Linked DNA regions of Hordeum vulgare: region 2 is linked to region 1. Evidence: chromatin contacts called from public Hi-C data. All regions are on one chromosome and are shown on one strand. Each heading gives the region's core, a stretch centred on a gene start, on an enhancer-like site or on the middle of the called end of the contact. The rest is flanking DNA. Distances are from core to core; before and after follow the strand shown.

The links. A called contact is a pair of places that touch in the nucleus more often than the background predicts.
Region 2: a Hi-C map of seedling shows a contact between it and region 1, with 2.5 times the contacts expected there. The contact joins the promoter of LOC123426814 here to the enhancer-like site in region 1. A contact is called at or near these places in 2 of 6 Hi-C or Micro-C datasets (leaf and seedling).

What each region holds. Positions count from the first base shown.
Region 1 is chr1H:120,707,551-120,714,773 of MorexV3_pseudomolecules_assembly, reverse strand. No RefSeq gene overlaps it. Among protein-coding and RNA genes, the nearest start is that of LOC123426779, 53 kb to the right of the region's middle. Within about 2 kb of position 1,938, at least 3 of the 3 cell types and tissues checked have open chromatin away from gene starts, as enhancers often do. A contact at or near this core is called in leaf and seedling, where this site is marked.
Region 2 is chr1H:121,226,061-121,233,862 of MorexV3_pseudomolecules_assembly, reverse strand. LOC123426814 (serine/threonine protein phosphatase 2A 57 kDa regulatory subunit B' kappa isoform-like) reads right to left here and starts at 4,745. Exons shown (of 2, transcript XM_045110717.1): 1 at 3,283-4,745; 2 at 2,140-2,739. The coding sequence starts at 4,374. The coding sequence ends at 2,371. It overlaps LOC123426824 (a long non-coding RNA gene), which reads right to left and starts at 914. Exons shown (of 3, transcript XR_006622322.1): 1 at 826-914.

The sequences.
Region 1 (7,223 bases), core at 689-3,188:
TTTACATCACGCAGTCGTTTGAGTTGCAGCATCTCCTCTCCTTGCTTGTTGTCAGGCGCTGATTTTCTTGGTTAATAGGTTGAAGATGGTCTCAATTTTCTAATGAAGCCGCGTCGAGGTTGAAGAACCTCTCATTTAGTTTTCTCTTCTCGATTGTCTTTTGTGTGGAGAACTCCACGAACTGTCAAATGACAATGTGAAAACACCCCGTCGATCCCCCTATGTCAATGAAATTACACACGTGCCTTTTTCACCCTAGAATTTCTTTCCATAGCAAACCAATGAGGCCTAAAATATCGGGCGCCCCTAGTCTCCTATAAGCGAGACACAAGGCAACCTCGCGTCGAGGGAGCCCCACATAGACCGTCCTTATTTTTTGTTTACTGTTTTCCTTTTTTGCTTTACTTTTTATTTTCTTTATACTTTAAAATATTATAAATATGTGGATGTTAAAAAATAATCTATAAAAACATTTTTAAATGATTACCAAGTATTTGGAAAATGTTAAATGTGTATAGATAAAATGTATATGATGTATAAAAAATTGATAATCTATTCAAAAAATATTAGTCAAGTATTTGAATAAATATTGAACAAGTATTTTTAGAATGTTACATGTGTATGGACAAAATGTTGACCATGTATTAAACAAATGCATTTTTATGTATACAAATAATTTTAATGAAACATATGAAAAAAATGTTGACAAGTATTTAAAAAATGTTAAATGTGTATAGAACAAATGTTTACCGTTTACTAAAGAATGGTGTTTTTTTACCATGCATATAAAATTATTAATCAAACATTTGGAAAAATATTGAACAAGTATTTTAAAACGTTAATCAAGCATTTAAAAAGTTAAATGTGTATAGAAAGAATGTTGACCATGTATCAAAAATAATAAAGTGTTTTGATCATGTATATCAAAATGTTAATCAAGCATTTAAAAAAACGTTGAACACGTATCTAAAAAATGTTAATCAAGTTTTTGGAAATATTAAAAGTATATAGAAAACAATATTGACCATGCATTTAAAAATGATAATTTTTGAAACATATATATAAAAATATTAATCAAGCATATGAAAAAATGTTAAACAAGTATTTCAAAAATGTTAATGTAGCATTCGAAAGATGTTAAATGTGCATAGAAAAAATGTTAACCATGTGTCAAAAATGTTAAATTTGTATTGGAAAATGTAAACATGTATTAAAAATAGTTGTTGGCATATACTCCCTTCGTACCTAAATACTTGTAGTTGAAAAGACCTAGACTAGTTCTCCCCAACTATAAGTATTTAGATAGAGGAGGAATAAAGGAAATGTAGAATGAAAACTAATAGAAACAAAGAAACCCCAAAAAATAAAAAATAAAAAAATAAACCAAAGAAACAACTAAACACATGAAAAAAGAATGAGAACGGATAAGAAATATTGATACAAAAAATAATGAAAAAAGAGAAAAAATGAAGGGAAAATCATGGGAAAACAGAGAAAAACAGTGGAAAACCCGGCTTGCATCGACAAAGGAAGTACCGCCCTACAACTTCATCATGAACTTGACGTGAACCAAGTGGCGCCGCACTTTTCCTCAACCTGGAGACGAGAGATCGCATCCTCTCTCTCCCCCCCCCCCCTTTTCTATCCTCATTTTTCCTTTATTAACCTGAGTGAATTGGACAGGCCCAACTACTGTAGACACCTTTAGCTAGACATTCAATTGCCTCAGTTAATGCGAGACGTAATTGTTGTGTAAAAAATATCTCATTCATCAAATTTGTAAGGAAGAGGAAAAAAGCCCAACATTAAGCCCCCTTTTGTCCTCATTTTAACTTTATTAACTTCAGCAAATTGGGCCGGCCCACCTACTGTAGTCACCTTTAGCTAGACATCCTATCGCGTAGGTTAATGCAAGACATAGTGGTTGTGTACAAACTATCTCATTCATCAAATTTAAAAAGGAAGATGAAAAAAGCCCAACAACAAGTCTGGTCTTATAACGGGCTAGAACTCGTGGAGATCCTAATTACTGTAAACACCTTCAGCGAGACATTCTATCGCCATGCTTAATACAAGACATAATCACTCCGTAAAAATGGAATATCCTATTCACCGCTGTGTGCAAAGCTGCGTTGGGGCTTCGCACATAACAGGGAGAGGAGCGATTTTAAATGGATTGGCTCATTTAGCGAGTTGCAGCATCCCGGTTTTGGGAACCTTCTAGAGTTCCCACCGGTTTTTTCGGGTTTTGGGAACCTTCTAGAAATTTCGTGAATGTTTTTTCTTTTCTTTTTTCCTCATTCATTTTTGTTTCTTTTTTTCTTTTCTATTTCAAAAAAAATCCTGGATTTTTGAAAAAGTTAAGTAATTTTAAAAAATATTCTTGATTTTTAAAAAATGTTATGTATTTCTAAAAAAATGTTATGTATTTCTAAAAAACTGTTGTATCTTTCAAAATATGTTCTTAAGATTCAATTTTGTTCTCGGTTTCAAATTTTGTTCTTAAGATTCAAAAAATGTTCGTGCTTTAAAAAATTATTCGTTGTTCCAAATTTATTCGAGGTTTTTCAAAATTATTCTCCGTTTCAGCAAATTAGGCCAAGCTAACTACTATACAAAACTTCAGTTAGAAATTCTATCGCCTGAGTTCATGCCTTTTTCGAATGTACCTGGAACTGCTCACTTCCTTCCATAATGCACCATAAAATATATTTCAGTAATAATGCAGTGCACAATTTTGGAAGTATGCGTTGCTCATTTTCTTAACTCTATTACAAATTATCACATAGTCTACTGTCAAAGGGAAGCTAAACGCTCGTGAAAACAAAGCATCATAAAAATCTCTAGCTAGTATTGTGAAGTATATAAACTCTTTCTAAAAAAATTGAACTATTTATCGGTTTAATGACTAGGCAAAGATGCATACATCGTTTGTCGGTTTGCCATCAAATGCAAGCAAATAGATAATAATAATATGAAACATAACCTTTTTTCTTAGAGCATGCTACTGTATAGCCATCGAATGCAAAGCAGCCTATAATAATAGGATGAAACATAGCTAGCACCGTATTGCAAAGAAAAAAAACCTCTATTGTAGAAAACAAAACATACAGTTCATATCATTAAATCATGTCAAAATTATAAACCTAATAAATGAAAGCCTCACGCTACGAGAGCCATCTCCATCACATACCCTCATCTCAAGCAATGCATAACATGCCAACTTTAGAAGAAAAGAGCACAACCAATGATGCTAACGACCAGTGATCAGCGCCAAGCAAAACAAGAGAGGGGGAAGAAAGAGTACCAATTGAAGATGTTAGTGAGGTTTGGAGACACTGATTGGTAGGTTGGGATCCTGATGCCGACCATAAAAATTAGGAGGGGGAAAGAACATATGCTATCTTATTCTGACATGACACCGCACCTGTCACTGCTGCGATGCCACCAGGTTGAACATGCTGGAGAAGGAGAGGGGACGGGACCTGCTGCCACGTAATAGTGGGACTTGAGTAGAACCCCACGTAGGTTACCTCATGCGGAGGACCACCCGAGTACATACGTTTACAATGCCGTCCTCGAAGCTAAAAAACAGGTGCGGGCATGTCCAACTCCGATGTTGGCCAGCGCTACGAAATCAGTGGGCGTGTCGTCGGGCTCGAGCACCTTGTATTAGTGCTACAAACTTCATCAGTGCATGTAGTGAGCAACCTAGAGATTTATGCAACACAAGTATTAGCACCTTATTCTATTTCTTGATTCCAATTAAGTTTAGTAAAATAATCTTGTAATATACAGTATTTGGTTGTCATGACAACTCTATCTTATATAACTAAAATAAAATACCTTGTCACTTCTCTTGATTGCACAGGAGGCATCAGGCTTATTACCCTTAAGAGAAAAGTAATTCACATTTCAGTTTAACCAAAGTATTCTGATGCCACCTACATAGTATATTTTACTTCAGTTTAGCTAGCAGAACACATGTCCTTCTCATTGTTATTTTGCTCAGAGTTGCTAGAGTAGTTGGTACATTAATTTTATTATATAAGAAGACATGGTGGTATATTTTTGGAAGAATATGCTACTCTAAGTGCACTGGTGCCAAATCCATCAGCGGTCCATAGTGCCCATTTTGTACTAATTTTTTTCTATGTGTAGTTTCTTGAACTTCATCTGCGATCTATAGTGGGTTGGTGCCAAATCCATCACAACGAAGAATCTTTCAAATCATACATGAATCAACAAAATTTGCATTAGCAAGAGGAAGATCATGCTCCCCTCAGCTTCATGGTGTAGAGCAATACAAAAGGCAGATCAAGTAAGCTCCTATAAATTCAATTTATACTATAATGCAAATAATAATCGCAAGAGATAGAAACCTACTGGAAAATATGATTCCTAAATATGATAGTTGAGATGCCACATTGTTGGCTGTCATGGAAGGCGCACGTTTCATTTATATGGATAAGGCATAGTGAAAAAGTCTCACGTAGGAAAGTATAACAAATAGTCTCACATATGTAGCAGCAAAAGAAAATAGCATAATTCTTATTTTGTCACACACAAGTGGATGGAAATAAAATAAAAGGCAGAAACGTGAAGAAATGGGACTTCATCACAGGAACAAGGCTTCAGGATCTCAGTATGCAGTACAGTAAATTTGTTAGCACTCCTCGGTATATTTTTAACCTGATAAACAGTAACAAATATGTAGTAAATTTAGTAAGGAACCACACCATGTTTAGGAATTAGAATCATCGATGATGATCGAATTATCCTTATTGGAGCTGTTCTTAGAAATATTGAGTCCGTTAATTTCTTCAAGTAATGCTGAAAATATAAGCAAAGAATATTTAATTAGTGAGTGATATGGGGGAAATCAAAGAAAATATATCAAGTAAATTATCTACTTACCTTCCTCTAGCTTAGCTAATTCTGTAGTGTCATCTTCGTCGTTTATAGAAATAGATCGCCTCAACCAATCTTGTGTGCAGACAAGTGCTTGAACCATGAATGGAGTTAGGGAGCTCCTGAATTGATCTAAAATACGGCCACCGGTGCTGAAGGCCGACTCTGATGCAACCGTAGATATAGGAATTGCTAAAACATCACGAGCCAAGTGTGACAACACTCAGAATCTCGAAGAATTGACCTTCCACCATGCAAGAATGTCGTTCATCTCGCCTTCGATGAAGATATGCCAGTATGCCACATGTTTCCCATCCTATCAATTAGGGAACCAAGGGGAACCCTGTTCTGCACCAATCCCCCAAAGAAAGAACTCAAATTGCTGACAAGAAAGGATGCACGGGGCACATAAAGCAGAAACTACTCATAAAGCAAGCCCCACCTGCCTTGAGATCGGCAGACGTGAAGAGGAAGAGCTCACCAGGGTTGGTGCGACTGGATTAGATGGCGAGATTGACCCCACCGAGAAGCAAGGTGGCACCAATTGGCATGGGCATTCCAGCGAGCACCCTGCACAGACTGTCGAGCGCGTACCTCTCATCCTCCTCCTCCTCGACCTCCACCACCGCGACTCACATACTTGTCCTATTCCTCCTCCTCGACCTCCACAGCAACTTATCACCGGTTCACCGCCGCCCCCGGAGAAGGTGCGTAGAAACAGATGGGCGGCAATTTATGCGGAGACGGATTTGGTAGAGGGAGCAAACGGGGTAGTAACGGGAGAGAAGAACGACGTTGGGTGTGGGGCGACGTGAAGAGTGTAAGGCAGAGCGGGGAGATTTCTCTCGGAAGAGACGACAACGAGGGCGAGGGGGTTGGGGGAGATTGGATCGTGGGATAGTGGGTGATTTTTTTCCTTTTTTCTCATTTTGTTACGTTGTATGAAACGCATCGAGTGAGGGGGATGAGGTGGGGAGGTAGAGGTTTTTTTTATTGTACTGGTTTTTTTATTGAACCAATTGGTTTTTGGACGGTTAAAAAATGGTGGAATGTTGTGGGTGGAAGGATAGCTAGTGTTAGGAGGTTGAACCATCACGACAGACGGCAGATCGCCCTTTGAAAGTAAAGATACTATGTATTGTTATTGCACGTGCAATGTTAGGGTGGACACACTCATGTGGCAGTCGTTTTGTGAGCTTCATGGCATGTGCAATAAAATAGCTTACAAATTAAACTCATTAGCAACATTTGTATTAACACGCAATGACACATAAATTAACAGGTATAAAATCAGCCATTTAATGTATTCTAGCAAACATATAACTCTGTTAAGTCAACAAGAGGCAAACATTACTACCACGCAAATGTAACTGCGGGATGTTGAGCTACTTCAACTACATTGGTGAATCCATACTGTTAAGCCTTAGGAATCTGTAAAACAAACTAATAGTTAAAACCTAGTCATTTTCATATATATATATATAGGAAAATGGCTATGTACTCTCGGGAGTACGTACTCCCGCTCTTCATGTACCACATGGATGACTCTTTTATACCTCATTATTATTTTTAATATACTTCATTAATAATTACTAGATACCTTAAAGTGAGTTTCATGAAAAAAATTATGCAAGTTTATATATATATATATATATATATATATATATATATATATATATATATATATATCTTAGCTGATAGGAATAAACACAATAACAATAGGCAAGAGCACATGCAGTCAGTGCATCACTTCATATTACATGTATCATGGAAGGAAGGCTATTATAGCAGGGACACATACGTAATTCTGGACCAAGATAAGGCACAAGATAAATTTGAAGGAGACCTGACTTAGTTGTGCAAATCTCTCAAAAAACAATTGCTCAAGGATATGGTGGTGTCAGCATCTGCTCGTGCAATCAGAGCAGACAGGGGCAATTGCTAATAACGCTCTGGACCAAAAGGTACTTCATTAATATAAAGGAATCTGGAGGAGGAGGGTGCTCTGAATAAGAAGTATTTGTTAAAAAAATCAAGGAAACATGAAATTAAGTTGGTCGGCGCCTCTTCCATGGCGGTGTTGCGCTCCTCTGCACCCTCCTCGTCGCCCCAGCTCGATTCAGTCCGGCTTCACCAACGGTTTTTCCTGGCCCACCTAGGATGCCATGATCCGCGACCTTGACCTCTCCGTCACCTAGGTCCTTCCCCATGGCTCTGACTGGAGCCTCCATGTTTGCTCTACTTCGACTTCTTCTTGGACAAAAAATGTTGAATAACTTCATGCGTGAGCGTGATGTGGTTATTGACGTTCA
Region 2 (7,802 bases), core at 3,496-5,995, 520 kb before region 1:
TGCCATGTTGAATTCACATGCACTGCAAACACGGAAATATGTAGTGCAGCACAGGTTGTCTGATTGCACCACATGAAAAACACAGAATGTAGGCATAGTATTCGCCATAGTTTTCACTGAATATAAGAATAACTTCCATGAGGTTGGACTTGGTGGAAATTTTCCTTTGAAATTGCATGCAAAGCAGCCTATAGGAAAAAAAACATATGTTCTCAAGCCTAGAACTTAAACAAGCTCTAAAGGAACATTTCGAAAGAAACATAATCCTCCAAACTTCCTATGAAATTCCTTTGAATTAAAGAGGCCCTAAATCATACTGGTTGTTTTTCTTTCATACACGATTAGGCACTGGCGTACTGCTAACTCTTAGGTTTAACAAGATACAGGACTCGGGAAATATGAGAAAGGTAAACGACGTAAACTGCCTACTTAGTTTGCTAGAATGATCGTGTGACACATAAATTAGTCTTCTGACGTATGTTAGAATGATTGTGTGACACATAAACCTTGTCTATGTAATGTTACATCAAACAGGCTATTGACAAGTCAGAAATACATATACTCCCTCCAACCCATATTAATAGACGCTGCTTTAGTACAACTTTAGTACAAAGTTGTACTAAGGCAGTGTCAATTAATATGGATCGGAGCGCAAGCAGGAGCTACATGCACCAGGCTGCCCTTTTTTTCAGGGAGTAGTATTCTTATACACCTTAAGGCAAGTTCAAAATTCAGAGTGATTCCTCATTGCAGAATACGTCAACAAGAACTCGACCAGAACAGAGTGGCAAGAGTTGTCCGTAACGAACAGAACAGAAAGGTTACCATGCATATAAGCAGCCTTTCTCCTCATGGCGCTTCTGAACATGATCATAGTAGGACATGTCCTGTGTACTCGGAGGGTTGTCCATCTTGATGTATATCTCTACACAAGTATCTAAGTACACCAAAAGAGAAGAAAAGGACTATGAGCAGAACAAAGGAGGAAGATATATGGAGTGGATAGTGGCTATCTGTATGGGTGTGAGACCTTTTATAGACCAACTCAAGTTTGCAATGCCTCAGGTCGAACCAAGTGTCCAACTATCAAGCACCAGTAGGAACAAAAAGGACTTGACCAGCGTAAACATAACTGTGGCAGTTGATGTGTTGTTTGCTAGTGCAATAGAGATAGTACAATGTTGTTTAATGAACAATCATATATAACACAGTTTGTCAATAAGGAATGTACAGAAAATAGCAGCATAGGGAATTTTTCATTTTACCAGTATATGCATTTCTAGATCCTTGAATTAATACTCAAGCCAATAATTAGTATTAAGTATTATTACTGTCCATCAAGCTTATCACATCAAACCCTGTAAGAGTATCTTTTCTGGGGATAACTAGACATGTTAAATCTTAATTGGATGGGACTAAATTCGTAGTCATGCCATGAACCAGATCTCTTATGAGTATCCATCTGACTGAGAAATATGCACTGAGCTTGTAGTTGGATGGAATTGATTACCATTGAATATTTAGGTGAAATTAGGTCCCTCTTGCATTCATTGGTAGATGGTTGCTACTTGCACCAGGGACCAGGGACCAGGCTTGATTTTATCAACTAAGTCTAAGTGCCTTTGTCATTATTCATGAATGACAATATCATCCATGATAGCAGTTAATTATTAATACAACTGCTGACAATGAAGGGGAATAAAGGTACAAGAAAGCAAATCATGGGATATACACTTTGGCAGGTAATTTTACACATTGATTGATAATATTGATCCAGATGTTAAAAATATAAGGACATTTTTCAATGTGGAGCCAAGACTTTGATATTTATCATGTCAAAGGCAAATCATCCTTAATTATGCAGCAATGTTCTTGTCATGAATTGGCAAGATGTGCAATACCAGAACATGTAGCAATGCTTACTGTGTGAAGTTCAGATTTCCTATCCTACTAAGCAAGCGACGCAATGCAGTTGAGTTATCAATCATGAAAAGCACCGTGGACTTACCTCATTGTTCGCCCGTCCATCAAATCTTCTGAACGGATTCATCAGAATCTGGAAAATTCAAAATACACTGGCATCCACATGACACCAGCTGTAGTAAAAAATCACGACCTCACATATCCAATCCAAAGTCGTTTCACAGAACAATCGACTAGAATTGGGCATTATCTTGTCAAAGAAAGAAATGTCCATCACTTGATAGTACACCATGAAAGAATCAAGGTTCGTCCTCAGATAAGAAACTGGTATTAATTACAGACTTTCAAATGAGGGCCGGGGAAGGGGGGGGGGTTGACAAAATACCCTGCACAACATCCATAGTGCTATAAATCGAGTGGAATGAAGTCCATTTGAACACATACATATTATGTCATAGTGGGAGCTACCAGAGGAGCGGGTTTAGGAAAAGCAGCAAAGCTGATGTCTCTGGTTACTGGATGGAATGCAGCATTCCTCTCAAGGTGCTCCCATATAAGCCTTCTCCGCTCCTCAGATGCGGCTTGCTTCTCTTCCTCCTCTTGCAAATTTTTCTGACAAGCCAACAGCAGCTTCTGATCCATGTCAAAGAACATTTTCCTGACATTCATTGTAATATTAAGAACCGATTGGTTCCAATGCAAACGAGCATTCCTTTCAAGAGCTGGATATATGATTGGCAAGATAACTTGGTGGTTTTGAGAGATCAAACCGAACAAGTGCTCGTTGTTCCACAGGAATAAGGCTCTTTCAGCAACCTGTAAGCAGGAACAATATTCTTAGCTTCTAGGCTAGGAGTGTTCGAATTGTAGAATAAATCATGTCACAAACAAAAACAACAGGTTTCTCCATTCATCAGCACATGGCGCATAGAAGTGTTCCACATCTATAAAGTTTTGTGTAGGCATACAAAGAAAAAATCTCCAACAAACAACATAAGGAGAAAGGAAAGAATGTAATTTGCATTGGTGTGATTACTCAGCATTAGCCCTTGTGGCCAATTAAATAGCAGCTACATCCAAATGTGAAGAATCTCTGAAGGGAATTCTTTGAGCAAAGTATAATTTGAAAATGAATACAACAGCACATATCTGGGTGGTAAATGTGATGCTGGTTCGAAATACAAAGACGGCCCACAAGAATGCAAGAGATTTTCAATTGAAATAACTGCCTCAAGTCCTGAACTAAATGAGTGTTCTGACAACCAACAATGAGAGCTATAAGCTAGTAAAGAAACTTAATGAAACAACAAACACTGGCAATAGGATATTACAGGTCGATATCCTGGGACAAAATTTCACCTGAAAATGAGAGCTATTCAAGCAGTGTGCAACCCTCCGAAACAATGGGACCATGCACTTCTGGAACTCAGGCATTTCTGTCAATTCCAGCACCTCCTCCAACTCCCCCAAGAACATCATCTCCTTCTGACTGTTCGTCACTGGCCAGTACTTCAACAGGCCTCTGATCACAGTCCCTGAGAGCTTTGGTTCCTTGTCAATAAACTGTGTAATGCAGTATGTCAACTGTGGCAGATACATGCCCACTGTCTTCGGTTTATGAAGAGGAATCAATGCCTTCCACAGAAATAATTTATGCTCCTCCTTCAATGGTTTCGCAAACCCACTAATCACACTCCCAAACACCTCCAAGAGTTCGCCAATCCCATTGTGACGATCAGCATCGGATACAAACCTATAGAAGATATTGCTCACAGCCTTGCGGATGAAGGGCCGATTACCCATGAATTTTCCATATATCCTATGCAATACTGTCTTCAAGCAATCTCTTTCTCTAGGATCATCAGAATCTAACAAATCAAGCAGCCTAGAGATGAACGAATTGTCCAAGTACTTGCGAGCCACCTTCACATCAACTACCGGAGAGGTGACGAACCGGAGGAGCAGCTCGTACACGACCTGTAAGTGGTACCATGAGGGGTCAAAGAATGGATCGTCCTCGTCAGCCTCGGCAGCTGCCCCCGTGCCTGGCCGGACCTTGGGCGGGAAGACCCTGAACAGGTTGATGGCGAACATACGCACACAGGCCGAAACCATCGCCTCCGTGAGGGGCTCCTCCGCCGTGCCGAGGCAGTCGACGAGAGACATGAGCACCTGCCGCTTTCGCTCCCTCTCCGGAGAGTCTCGGCCCCGGTCGTTGGAGAAGTCGAACAACACGCAGCAGACGTTGAGCTTCCGGAGGAACACGTCCTCCCTTGTCTCTCCCTCCGCTCCGGCGATAGCCGCGAGTGGAGGAGACGCCCGCATAGAGTCCCACTGCCTCCCATTCACGTCATACGACGTTGGGGACTTGGGCGGTGGAGATCCCCAGCCCCCGCCTCCGCCGGATTTCGGCGACTTCCCCGAGAGCTTACCAAGGAACTGCTTCCACATGGCCGCAGCAAACAGTCCGTAGCGCCGACCCCCCTCGCGTCAGACACCCATTTCAAGGAACCATGAACGGACCAGGGAGAAGTAAACCCACTACCCGCCACCGACCCAGGACACGCAGAGGCAAAGCAAATCTTGCAACGCAACGAACCGGGTTGGCCGCCGCGACCCGTGCAGCTGTCGGGGCGCCGGCCACAGATCCCGCAATGGCTGTGAGGGGGGATTAGATCCGAGAGCGGGACGCCGAGGCCTCCGCCATGGATGAGATCTCGGAGGCGGAGGGGGGCAGAAAGCGCAGAGCCTTTGGCGTTTTGGGTGGAATCGCAGTGGGAACCGAGCGGGGGGAGAAGAGCTGCAGTTTACAGCTGTTTGCGGGGAACGATGGCCACCGGAAGAAGGAAGGGGTGGCCGGATGCATCTCGGCCGTTCGTTTGAGATTGGATTCCCACGTATCGCCCGATGGAAGGTTTCGAGGTTTCCTGTGGTCTCAAAAGAAAATGTGAGCCCTTCTTTGATTCGCAGAATTCCCAGTAAGGAAAGTCTATATTAATATAATAAAGATATCAATTACATTTACCTTTTGTATCAACAAAATATTTAAAAACATCTAGAATACACACAGTCAAAAAAAAAAACAAAAAAAAAACGGTTAAGGTGATCAATCACTAGCATCAGCAGCACTCTAACAACCGTTGAAGATAATATCCGAATTACAAAAGTGGTTCTAGAAAAGCAACGTCTTTAAGAAAGAAGCAATGCACACGCATTGTTGTTGTCTGATCAAAGATATTGGATTTTCATCGTGAAGAAAGTCTGAATTCACCCAAAAAACAATTCCTTCAAAAAGGTCATTGTGAGATGCAACCAATAAAAGTCACACTTAGAGGGTGTTTGTTTCCAGGGACTTAAAAAAGTCCCTATAAGTCCAACCTAAACCAAACACAAGGGACTTATTGGGACTTATTGTGGTGATTTGGGACTTATCAAATAAAGACTCTCACCGAGGAGCTTATTGGGACTTATCCCGGGCCGGACCTACCCCGCGTCGCTCCAGGCTCGTTCCCCGCACTTCGCCCCGCCTCTCGGTCCAATCGCCGCCGCCGCCCCGCCTCTCGCCCCGTCGCCGCCCCACCTATCGCTCCGGTCGTCGCCCCGCCTCGGTTCGTTCTGCCTCGGTTCGCCGCCCCGTCGCCGCCCCGCCTCGGTTTGTTCTGCCTCGGTTCATTGCAGCGGTGCCTCCAATCGCCGGACAGGCCCTCTCCCGAGCCTCGTTGCAGCGGTGCTTATCCTGTGTGTCGTACGCGTTGGCTGATGACGATCCATGTGAACAAGTGTATTATTAGGTGCAACATGGACTTATAAGTCCGTGTAAACAAACAGGTAGGGACTCGGGACTTATAAGTCCCTGTAAACAAACAGGTAGGGACTTATGACTTATAAGTTGAGACTTAAAAAAGTCCTAGGACTTATGAAACAAGCAGGGCCTTAGGTCTTCACCCCTCGTAATCAAGACTCGGTATTCGAGGAGGAGCATAAAAAATGTAGTCCTCCAATGTCGTCGCCCCCACTTGACGAGGCAACCATTGCAAGTCACCAAACACCCGACACATAGTCTTCACACCATCTAATGCACCCTCCCACCAAGGCTATAAGACCTCTAATTGCAGCGGCCATAACTTTCTCCACCTCCATCAAAACCTTAAAAATTTTGACTTAGACATGTCCCATGACACCGACAAGAAAGTGAAGCTTCGCACGCGTCCGCTTGAATCCGTAGTGGTTGATAATATGGACACATGCGATCGGATTCTTTCCCATCCAGATATCTAGGAGTGTCATGCGGAATCTGTGTAGATCCATGACGTAGATGTCCAGAACACATGCCACAACCAGATTAAGGAGACCGATATCAGGTAAAATGGTGACTTGACGCATGAAGAGCTAGGGTCAAACCACAATTATTTTGTCCAAGCTAGTAGCCCCTCATCGCTAGCCGACTCCCTCATGCCTTTTTTTTATTAAGCCACCCCTAGGTGGATTGGAGTGGATTGAAGGGGATTTGGGGGGATTTGACCTAGATAGGATTTAATCCTGCCAATATCTATCAATCCCGTTCATTTGTCATTGAACCGAGCAAGGTCTCATGGACCGATCGTCCATATTCTCCACCGAATTTTTATCATGACAAATGTCCTCATGAAAGGACTTAGGTGTGGAGCCATCGCAGCTATGTGGCGGCTTGAGAGGGGTTGGTTGGAATCGAGAGACGCGAGTTACCCAGGTTCGGCCCCTCCGATGGAGGTAAAAGCCTATGTCCTACTTGTATTTCATTAATGAAGATGATGATGTCGATTACAAGGATGCGGAATTGCTACCTCTAATCTCGAGGGTGTCTAATATCTCTATCTCATGATTTGTCTTGTCTAGACCTAATTTGACTTGTCCCTCTTGGGGTGCCCCATCCCTTCTTTTATAGGTTGAAGGGGTAGACTTACATAGAGTCCTACTAGGACTTGGACTAGCTTTCCTTGGAAGGAATTCATCCTCTTGTTGGGCCTTCTGTGTGAACCGCCCTCCAAGCCTCTCCATGAGCCGCCTTACGCCGGCTTGCACACTAGGCCTTGGCTCTCGTCGTCCAGGTCGATCTGGCAAGCGGGGTGTCCCACGAGCCACTAGATGATGGGCCGAGTCATACCACCTAGCCGGATCATACCTCCTGACTGGGACAAACCACCTGGTCGGGTCATACCTCCTCGCTGGGTCAAACCTCCTGGCCGAGTCATACCATGGAGTATATCCCTGACATTAGCCCCCAGGTTAGCTTGAATCTATTCATGGTAAGCTCCTAAAATAAGAATAATAAATATGTTAAGGGACCGGCTTGCTCCTTGGCTCGCTTATTCCAATGAAGTGGCTCCTTGAAAATCTTGATTTCTTCGAGCCGTCTCCACAATCATCTTGCTGGTCAATGCCATTTGCAATGAAATATTGGGAATAAAACACCCATATGTCGTTGACTCGGCCTACAATGCTTTGTCTTGACGAAAATATTGGAGATAAGAAAACCATATGACAGCCTATAAGGGCTTTTTATCTTCGCCACCTCAAACATTAAGGATTCGCATCTGCAGTTATGTTCATCCCCAAAAAGCGACATTGAGCTTAATCCGTCCTACTGGGTAAGCTGATTTTCTAGGAAAAATGCCATAAAATACCGTGGCAGAAGTTTGCAAACTGTTATCGTGAAGGTTCATCCGCCGGAAAGTGTCGTAATATAAGATGTTGATGCTGCTTACTCCATCCATGAAGACCTTTGTGAGGGTATAACCACCAACCTGAGGCATCACCATCAAAGGTAGATCTCCTGGATTATCAACTCGAGAAGGGTGATCCTCTCTGTTCCAAATGATTGGTTGCTCAGACCAGTTGAG